3 separate regions of the Mus musculus genome follow, and regions 1 and 3 are each linked to region 2. The links are chromatin contacts, called in public Hi-C and Micro-C maps. All regions are on one chromosome and are shown on one strand. The core of a region is the stretch at or near the end of the contact, and the rest is flanking DNA. Distances in the headings are between cores, read along the strand shown.

Evidence for each region. A called contact is a pair of places that touch in the nucleus more often than the background predicts.
Region 1: a contact with region 2 is called in a Hi-C map of B cells, with 11 read pairs. The contact joins the enhancer-like site here to the promoter of Kctd12 in region 2. A contact is called at or near these places in 3 of 39 promoter capture datasets (3T3-L1-derived adipocytes, cranial neural crest and maxillary cranial neural crest), 1 of 484 Hi-C or Micro-C datasets (B cells), 7 of 115 datasets of contacts at active chromatin or transcription factors (embryonic forebrain, embryonic limb bud, embryonic stem cells and 4 more) and 1 of 9 other capture datasets (embryonic stem cells).
Region 3: a contact with region 2 is called in a Micro-C map of embryonic stem cells, with 7 times the contacts expected there. The contact joins the promoter of Pou4f1 here to the promoter of Kctd12 in region 2. A contact is called at or near these places in 2 of 39 promoter capture datasets (embryonic stem cells and pre-B cells), 5 of 484 Hi-C or Micro-C datasets (all in embryonic stem cells) and 1 of 115 datasets of contacts at active chromatin or transcription factors (embryonic stem cells).

What each region holds. Positions count from the first base shown.
Region 1 is chr14:101,703,197-101,706,222 of GRCm38.p6, forward strand. It overlaps the pseudogene Gm18075. Among named protein-coding and RNA genes, the nearest start is that of Gm9922, 25 kb to the right of the region's middle. Within about 2 kb of position 1,430, at least 10 of the 459 cell types and tissues checked have an H3K27ac peak or open chromatin away from gene starts, as enhancers often do. A contact at or near this core is called in B cells, where this site is marked.
Region 2 is chr14:102,981,346-102,984,356 of GRCm38.p6, forward strand. Kctd12 (potassium channel tetramerisation domain containing 12) reads right to left here and starts at 1,292. Exons shown (of 1, transcript NM_177715.4): 1 at 1-1,292. The coding sequence starts at 1,095. The coding sequence ends at 112. It overlaps Mir5130 (microRNA 5130), which reads right to left and starts at 1,287; the gene lies at 1,204-1,287.
Region 3 is chr14:104,466,019-104,469,376 of GRCm38.p6, forward strand. It overlaps Pou4f1 (POU domain, class 4, transcription factor 1), which reads right to left and starts at 1,981. Exons shown (of 3, transcript NM_011143.4): 1 at 1,593-1,981; 2 at 1-853. The coding sequence starts at 1,715.

The DNA of each region.
Region 1 (3,026 bases), core at 180-2,679, 1.3 Mb before region 2:
TGCAAGGTCCAGTAAAGCTGTAAAAGTCTAGGGAAAGATTGAAGAAGCTCATTCCTGTAGGAAGACTGGAACTTTGAACTTCTGCAACCTGTGGGCACCAAGAGACTGCCAGCTTTCACCACCCTCTTGAATCTATTTTAGATAATTCTTGCATAGATCTGTGTACACACACACACACACACACACACACACACTCATGTTTTCTCATACATACATACATATGTATGTACATATCCTGTACAACCAGTCCTCTATATGTAAGTATCAAAGGTGTCCTCAGACCAATGAACTGTAGACGGAAAACATTTAGAAACATTAACATCTTTACACAGATCTTTGTCATTTCCCTTAAGCCAATCTAACAGCAATATGTCGTATTCCTAGTGATCTGGAGATTGCTTGAAGTGTTCAGGAGAGTGTAGATAGATGATATGACATACTGTGTCATTTTGGGCTGTGGATGTCCTATAGGTTATGTTGGGTGGGGCTGGGATGGGACCCATAACTAGTCCACAGATAAAATAAGGATGTTCGCATGTCCTTGTTGTCACATAAAAAAGGCCGGTGACGTGGGTATAAATTCTGTTAATTAAATCCTTTGCTGATGCCAAAGAAACCACTTGAAAAGTGTGTACTCACTGTAAGATATCTTGAGAGCTGGTTTACAGGGCTTTTTTTTTTTTTTTTAGATTTATTTCTTTATTATATGTAAGTACACTGTAGCTGTTTTCAGACACTCCAGAAGAGGGCATCAGATTACATTACGGATGGTTGTGAGCCACCATGTGGTTGCTGGAATTTGAACTCCGGACCTTCAGAAGAGCAGTCGGTGCTCTTAACCACTGAGCCATCTCGCCAGCCCTACAGGCTTTTTATACACACAAAGTTTGATGTTTTCATGTTTTAAGATTCTCTGATAAGACAGCCAAACATTAGCTGAAGCTTAGGAAATCCTGTAGAAGAGGGGAAGGAAGTATTGTAGGAGTCAGACAGGTCAAGGACACCATAAGAAAACCCATAGGATCAACGAACCTGGGCTCATAGGGGCTCACTGAGACTGAACCAACAACCAGGGAGCCTGCACAGGTCTAACCTTTGTATTCATGTTATAGTTATGTAGGCTGGTTTTCGGCGGAACTTCTAACAGTGGAGCCTGTATCTGGTTCTGTTGGATGCTTTTGGAACCATTTTCCTTCTACTGGTTTGCCTACTGCAGCTTTAAAAGGAGAGGATGAGAGGCCAAACCTATTCCATCTTGGGGCCAGCCTCCATTTTAAAAGAAAAAGAGCCCAAGAACTTGACCTCAGCTAAACCCAAGCTGCACCCATTCTAGGAAGAACCACAGAGTTTGCCTCTGGCCCATGCCCCAGACTTACTCCCTAGCTACTCCTTAGTGACAGCCAATCAAGATTAGTTGGATTGTTCCAGGTGTACTTTCAGACCGTTGTGATTGTTCATGGTTTTGCTTTAGAGCACCCACCTGTTGGCTTACGTATGTTATAATAGTCATTCAATTATAGGCTTGCCAGTTTGGAAACCCCCTCGCTTGCTTGACATTTCCTGTAAAACCTTGTCCTGCTGAGGGCTCAGGGCTTCACCCTCCCATCCTGTTTAGTCAGGGTCAGCAATGAGCCCAAGCTCCAGTTTAAATAAAACAAGACCCTCGTGTGATTGGCATCAGAATAAGGTCCTTGGTGGTCTTTTGGGGTTCAAGAACGATTCCTGAGTGGGAACAACAAGGAGGTGCTTAGTCTTTTCTGCAACTTGATATGCTATGGTTCCTTGATATCAATGAGAAGCCTGCCCTTTTCTGAAGACAGAGGGGCCGGGGAGAGGGGAGGTTGGGAGGAGGGACTGGAAGGAGAGAGTGGCAAGGGAAACTGAAGTCAGGATGTAAAATAAACAAACAGATTTGTTCCTTGTATTTTCATTAAATGATTATCAGAGCAGAAGTATGGAATATGCTCTGTTCACGTAGCAGAAAGTGGATCATCATTTCCTTTATTTTGATATAAAATTTGACCATATAAACATATATAAAGAATACTCCCCTGACAGATATACAGCAGAGGACTGCTTGGTGAGAGAAGATGAACCTAACCCTCGAGAGACTCAAGGCCCCAGGGAATGGGGAGGTTTGATGGGGTGGTGGAGGACATCCTCTTGGAGACAGGGAGGAGGAATGGGATGAGGAACAGTCTGAGGACAGACTGGGAGGCAGATAAAGATTGGACTGTAAAAAAAAAAAAGAAAGATGGCACTTGCTTTTTATCCTAGCAGAAAAGCAAAGGCACAAGGATCCATTTTCAAGTTCAAGGCCAGCTTGGTCTACAAGAACAAGTTCCAGGACAGTCAAGTCTACGTGGAGAAGCCCTGTCTTGAAAAACAAAAACAAAAACAAAAACAAAAACAAAAACAAAAACAAAACAACAAAAAAGACTCTTAAGGCCTCGGAGGGCAGTGCCAGTGTGTCATAGCTATTTTGATCTCATTTCTTACATATTCTTACTTGTTTTGTTTTGTTTTTTGTTTTTTGTTTTTTTAAGTTACTCTAAATCTGTGTCTTTGGGTTATTCTGAACCTCTTATTTATATCTGTTTGTTAGGTGAAGGCCCTCACTGTGACATTTCTATAGTCGACAACTACATACCCCAAGGAAGCCCTCCAAGACAGTGAAGACAGGCTGTTTGTTGTCTGTAGCTCCTCTGATGGGCAGTGTGGTTGAGAACCCACATCTGGATATAACCGTTAGTGGAAACTGTCACTAAATGAACTGAAATTACCTAGAAAATTATAACAGCTTTCAGATATACAAACTACATACGGCTTCCATGTGAAACATCCCTCATTAGGTCTTCAGACACGTGGTCACCAGTTGATGGCATTGTTTTAAAAGGCTGTGTAACCTTTAAGAGTTGGAAGCTGGAGTCAGATGCAGATATTTGTGTCCAACCAATGGACAGAAGCAGCTGACCCCTGTTGTTAAATTGGGGAAAAGCTGAAAGAAGCTGAGGAAAAGGGTGACC
Region 2 (3,011 bases), core at 42-2,541:
GGGGCAGAAGGAATCGGGAAACAGGGAGGAAGCGAGGGCATCTATAATCCTGTCCCCCGAGGGGAGGAAGGGAAGTGGGCACCGGAGTGGCGAGGGGCGGGCGTGGGGAGCTCACTCCCTGCAGAAGACGTACTCGGTGTAGCTGGTCCAGATCTTGTCCTCGCTCTGGTCGGTGCTGCTAGCAAAAGCGCAGGTGCCCGTGGAGCTGCACGCCACCATGTGGAAGCCCGACTCGGACAGCTTATCGAAGGCCTGCTCTAGGAAGTTGAACTTGAGGTAATAGCGGGAGGTGTAGCGCTCCGGGGGCCGGTCGGGGTCCCGGCTCTCATTCAGGGTGTCCCCAAACACCTCCTTGGCCAGCGACGTCTTGCCGCACACGGTGATGCGCGCCACCCGCCGGAACTTGGCGTCCGCCTGAGCGTCGCGCCCGATGGTGTAGGAGCCGCGGTAGCCGATGGTGATGTAGCCGGAGCGCCGGCTGCCGTCCAAAGACTGGGACGGCGTGAGCAGGGGCCCCGCCGCGCCCCCGGACGGGCTGCGGCTAGCCAGCTCCAGCGTGGGCGAAGGCGCCCCGGCCGAGGCGCCCTCCTGCGGCTCGGGCTCTGCGTAGCCCAGCGGCAGCAGCTCATCGCCCAGAGAGCCCTCCTTGTGCACCCCGCGGCGCGAGTGCGGCGGCGGTGGCCCCGGACCGGGTTGCTGGGGCGCCCCGAGGCGACGCACGAGCTCCGGCAGCTCGAAGTACTCGGCCTCGCGCTGCAGCCGGCTGCGCTCCGGGAAGTAGTCGGGCAGCACGAGCTGCAAGTCCCGCAGGTAATCCAGGATGTAGCGGAAGAGGAAGCCGTCCCGGTCCAGAAAGAAGCGGCCTTTGCTGTCCCGGGCCAGCTCCTGCGGCTGCTGCTGCGTGAACATACGCCAGAGCAGCGAGTCGGGCACGGACACCACGGTGCAGCGCCGGGTCACATACACCTGCCCTCCCACGTTCAGCTCTACGATGTCCGGGAAGAGCGGCGGCTCCGCCGAGGACGACGACGAGCCGCTGCCACCTCCGCCTCCGCCCCCGTTGGGTAATCCTCGGGTGCTGTCCGCCAGAGCCATGGCCAAAAAGAGGTGGCCCGGATGGGCCAAGTGGCAGGGAGCGGGGTCGCGATCGGAAGCCCCAGCGGCTCTTATCGGGGAGCCCTGCGCTCAGGCGGCGGCCGGCCACTGAGAGCCGCGCGGTGCGAGCGCGCAGCAGTGCGCCCACGAGAGCCCCGGTGCGCTGCGCCTGCCTCGCCCGCGCGCTCCAGGCGAGTGGCGGGTCGCGGCCCGCGCGCCGCTTAAGTAGAGCCGCCCGCTTGGGCGGCGCGGCGCGCAGGAGGCGGTGGGCGGCTGCGGAGCCGCTGAGCTCGCTCCCGGGGCGGGGAGGGCTGGGGCGGGGTGGGGGTGGGGGAGGAGCGGGGAATGCATTTGCATGCTAAACGCTGACGCGGCTCGGGGCTGCAGGCTCCACCCTGACCCGCGCGCTCCGGGGGACGACCGGACTGTCACCGCCCGTCCGCCCACCCGCTCCGGGCCCAGCTCCTCTTCCTCTTCCGCAGTGGGTCAGAGCCTCCAGGCGCTTCTCCAGGAGGCTGATCACTAAAGCGATCCTCTTGTGTTCCCACCTCCCCTCCCGCCGCCCTTCTCGGCTGACCGCAGCCGGCACCCGGGGACTCCAGAAGGGGTTGGAAACTTTCTGGCAGAGTGGAAAAGCTTGATTGCCTGCGGCTAGCGCCCTCTAGACCTACCCGCTTCTAACAGTGCAGAGCGCTGCTGTTGGAGATCCATCCCCGGGTCTCTGGAAGTTCTGAAGAGACACTAACTTGGAAAGGATGCACCGGTCCCTTCAAGTCCAGACCACCCAAAGGTTTTTCACGTGACTATGTGACTAGCGTATAGCCTCGAAAAATCCCTAGAAACCACAAGCGAATGCTTCGCGAAAATGCTCTGTTAGATTATTTTGCGAGAGCATAAAGTCTTTGGTTAGGAAACCACAACACAGTACTGCAGTGAGCAGAAATGACTAGGAGAGGAAGTTGGGTGGACACAAAGGGGGGGGGAGGGGCTTACACTGCGTGGGCAAGAAAAGCTAATAAGCGCCTCCAATAGTGGGACGTGAGGCCTCCGGTTGCTTTCAGCCATCTGTAAATCGCACCAGAAAATTCCAATCTAATATTTTCTTTTATTCGTATTATTAGTATTTAATGATTTTACTAGTATTTCATTATTTTACTAAAATTCCGCTGATGTTTTATTTGTTCCTTGAAATGTTAATGCACGTATAGAAAATAATTTACTTTTAGCCCATGCATAACTGTTCTAAAGGTCCAGTAACCCGTGTTCTCCTCCTCCCTCCATCGTTCTCTTCTGTACTTTACAAGACCGTCCACCAGAGAAGAAAGGCTGTGTAGGTCTGAAGGCCCTTCAGATTTAGCCATGCTCTCTATGGACTCCTACTTGTTCAGCGTTTGGAGTCATGCACAAATTTCAGCCCACAGAATTCTGCCACTGCCGGGAAACCTTCCATGGTCTCCCAGGGGAATGAGACAGGTTGCTCTTCAAATTCCCATCTTTGCACTTGGCACGTTCTGAAATCTCAAATTTGTGGTCTGTTATCTGATCGTTGGTTTTTGGTGAATAAATAGATAAGGGCTTCAAGAAGCCCAAGATAGAGGAGACTCTGAAAAACCACAATTTTAATAAATGCTCTTATACGTTGCTGGGCATCAGGCTGTGGAGAATTCAAGGCTGACTACCTACATCTCCTTTAGAGCAGCCAAGAGGCAAAGGGTTGGCCATCTGAACAGTTATCAGATCACTTTGAAGGACAGGCTGTCAATCACAATAAGCCCAGAAAGATCTTTGTCTTAATAATGATGTCTACCCTTTGTGCGACTGTCCAATGAGCTTGATAGTCTTCTCACGGATGAATGTCATTTTCATTTCTGAAATGTTTATGTCTGCCAAACAATTACTGCACTCGTGTCACAGAG
Region 3 (3,358 bases), core at 731-3,230, 1.5 Mb after region 2:
CGATCATGTTGTTGTGCGAGAGCGTGAGCGACTCGAACCTGCAGATGGTGCTCTGGCTGAGCGAGCCCACGCCCGGGATCTTGAGGTTGGCCAGCGCCGAGCCCACGTCGGCCTGCGTCACGCCCAGCTTGATGCGCCGCTGCTTGAAGCGCTCGGCGAACGCCTCGAGCTCGCGCGGGTCCGTGTCCGAGTCGCAGATGGACGCCAGGCCCGCCGCGCCCACCACCGCCGCCGCGGCCGACGCCGCCGCCACCTGCCCCGCCGCCGCCGCCGCCGCTGCCGCCGCCGCGCCGTGGTGCGCCGCCGCGGCCACGAGCCCGGGATGCGGCAGCCCGGACGGCATGTTCATGGCCGCCGCCGCCGCGGGGTGCGACAGGTGGCCCAGGCCGTGCATGTGCGGGTGCGGATGCGCCGAGCCGCCCAAGAGCCCGCCGCCCGGGCCGCCGCCGCCGCCCCCCGGGCCGCCGCCGCCGCCGCCACCCCCGGGGCCGCCGCCGCCCGGGCCACCGCCGCCCCCCGGTCCGCCTCCGCCCCCGGGGCCGTCGTGGGCGCCGCCGCCGCCTCCCGCCGCGCCTGCGCCCCCTGCGCCGGCCATGAGCGCGAGCGACGGCGACGAGATGTGGTCCAGCAGGTCACCGGGCTCGAGCGCCTGGTGGTGGTGGTGGTGGTGGTGGTGGTGCGCCAGCGGCACGGTGGACGTGGACGTGCAGGGCACGCTATTCATCGTGTGGTACGTGGCGTCCGGCTTGAAAGGGTGGCTCTTGCCCTGGGACACCGCGATGTCCACGGCCGCCAGCGCCTCGGCCCGCGCCAGCAGCGTCTCGTCCAGGCTGGCGAAGAGGTTGCTCTGCAGCTGCAGGCGACACAAACCAAACCAAAAAGAAAAGGAAAGAAAAAAAAAAGAAGAAAGAAAAAGAAAAAAAAAGAAAAAAGGGGGGACAAACACCAAAGAAACCACAAAACAAACACACAAGCAGGAAAGCACGGGCAAAAGGCAAAACACAAAGCGACCAAAATAACAACGGGGGGTGGGAAGAGCAGGGTCAACGGAGGACCGGGGGACGATTTGAGAACATGCCGGGGTGGGGGAAATAGAAGGGGAGAGGCACAGGGCCAGGGAAGGGTAGAAGGGGACGCACACGGAAACACATTCCGGGGAAGACAGTGGGAGACGACAAAAAAGAGCGAAAAGAAGAAGAAAAAGAAGAAATGGAGATGTCACTCGAAGCTAAGGACCCGTGCCACACACCCGAACGAGAAAGCGAGCGAGCGAGCGAGCGAGCGAGCGAGCGAGCAGAGATCGCCTTGTGCAGGCGTAAAATTAACCGACAAAGTGGAGCCAAGTCGACAGCCGCGGCCCGAGAGCTCCCCGCGGATGGCAGGCGCTGGACAGAGGCACAGGCGGATGGGACCCGGGCCTCCAGCGGCCCCGGGCCACGCGTGCCTGGCAGCGGGATCCCTCTAAGAGCAGTCCCGCCCGCGGGAGCGGGGCCCGGAGCCGCCCGGGGCAGCTGCCGCCAGGCAGCGGCGCGGAGCGGGGGAGGGGGCGAGCGCGCGGGCCGGGACCGGGGCCGCGGGCGTGGGGCGCTTACCGGCGGCGTGGGCAGGCAGGCCCGCCGGATGGCCTCGGAGCTGGAGTGCAGCGACGGGTACTTGTGCTCAGGGAGGGTGGGATGCATGGCAAAGTGAGGCTGCTTGCTGTTCATGGACATCATCTTGGCGCCTTGGCATGTAAAAATCCACAAAACACTCGCAAAGTCCGCGGCAAAGTGCGCACGCCGGCTCGCCCGGCCTCCGTCCCGAGGCTGCGCTCGCTCGCACTGCTCGGCGGCTCCGCTCGGAGGCTCGCCGCGGGGGCTGCTGCTGCTGCTGCTGCCGCTGCTGCGCCGGCGAGCGCAGCCCGCTGCCTCGGACCGACCGCGCAGAGCGCCCGCCCGCCGGCCCGCGCGCAGGTCCCGCGATCCCGCTTCTCCGAGAGCTCTAGCCCCGGCGCGCCGACGGGCTGCGCTCCTCTTACACCTGAGCCCCACTTCTCGCGGCCGGCCCGGGCAGCTCTCGCGAGAGCTCGCGGGCCCCGCCGCGCTGACAGACAGCAGCTGTCTCCGTCTGTCTGGCGCGCGCCCTCCCCGCGGCCGCGGCGCCGTGCTTGGGCGAGCGAGCGGGCGGGCGGGCGCGCGCGCGCTCGTCGAGCCGCGACCGGCGGCGGCGCGTGGGAGCCGCTCTTATAGTGACCACCAGCAAGGACAAGGCAGGTGATGCACCTGTAGCTGGCCAGGCATGCGCGCTGCAGGTCCCACCTTGCCTCCGCCGGTCTGCAAAGATCAAAAAGGGCCCGTTATTGTTGAAGGGTAGGAACCTTTTGGAGGAAGAAAGCCAGGATGCAAGCACTCCTCTCGGGTGTGTTTTCCTCCCAGAATATATGCGCATTATTTAGGCACACCTCCACTACCCGGTGCCTAACAAGCTGTTATATAATGTATACAGAGAGGCATTTGTATGTTAAATTATGCCCGTGCATTCCTCTGTATATGGAGAAAAATAGCAACACAGAAATGCGCTGTGGATGATGCTGTCTTTATGCTGCAAGAACCTGTTTCTTTCATGGTTTATAAATAGGCTCCCGGAGAATAATAGCCATGACAGACAGTTGTTTGAAGCAGTCAGACGCTATTGATTTCCACGTAATTTAATTTCTCTGCATACTTTGTTGTTGTGAATATAACTGTGTCAGGCACCACCAGTGACAGTCACTTAGGAGCAGTAAGGAGTGTGTGCTTTCTACTCGGGAAAAGCTGTTGAAATGAAATTGTGCATTTCTCTTATTGTTTGTCTCCTTTAACCGTGTACAAACTCACATTTCAAAGGAGCTCTAGGTGATCTGAGGCTTTGAGTCATCAAAAAGGAAAAATAGTAAACAGGGTGTAGCCGAGATCTTTATCTTTTCCTCTCCAGTGAGACACACACACACACACACACACACACACACTTTTTTCCCCCCTGGAAACTCCAGGAAAAGAAATCCACTTCAGAGAAAAGGGAATAAGATGTTGAAAAGAGAACTTTCTTTCACATCGCTTTGGACCCTTGCTTTTTATATCTGCCTGCTTACAGTATTTTTCTTACCTGGGATACAGAATGAAGCTAATCTATAGATTGTAATTCAAAATGTAAATTCAAATCAGATAGAAGGAACTGGTATGCTATCTAGTCCAGCCTTCAATAATAGTAACAACAACAACTGTGAAATGAAGACCTATGAAGAAGAAATAAATTAATGAACCTGTTATATTACCCTCATGTAGCAGCAGATCAAGGGCCTCTCTGGGGAGCCTCAGCTTGGGTGCCTAAGTCCCTAAGG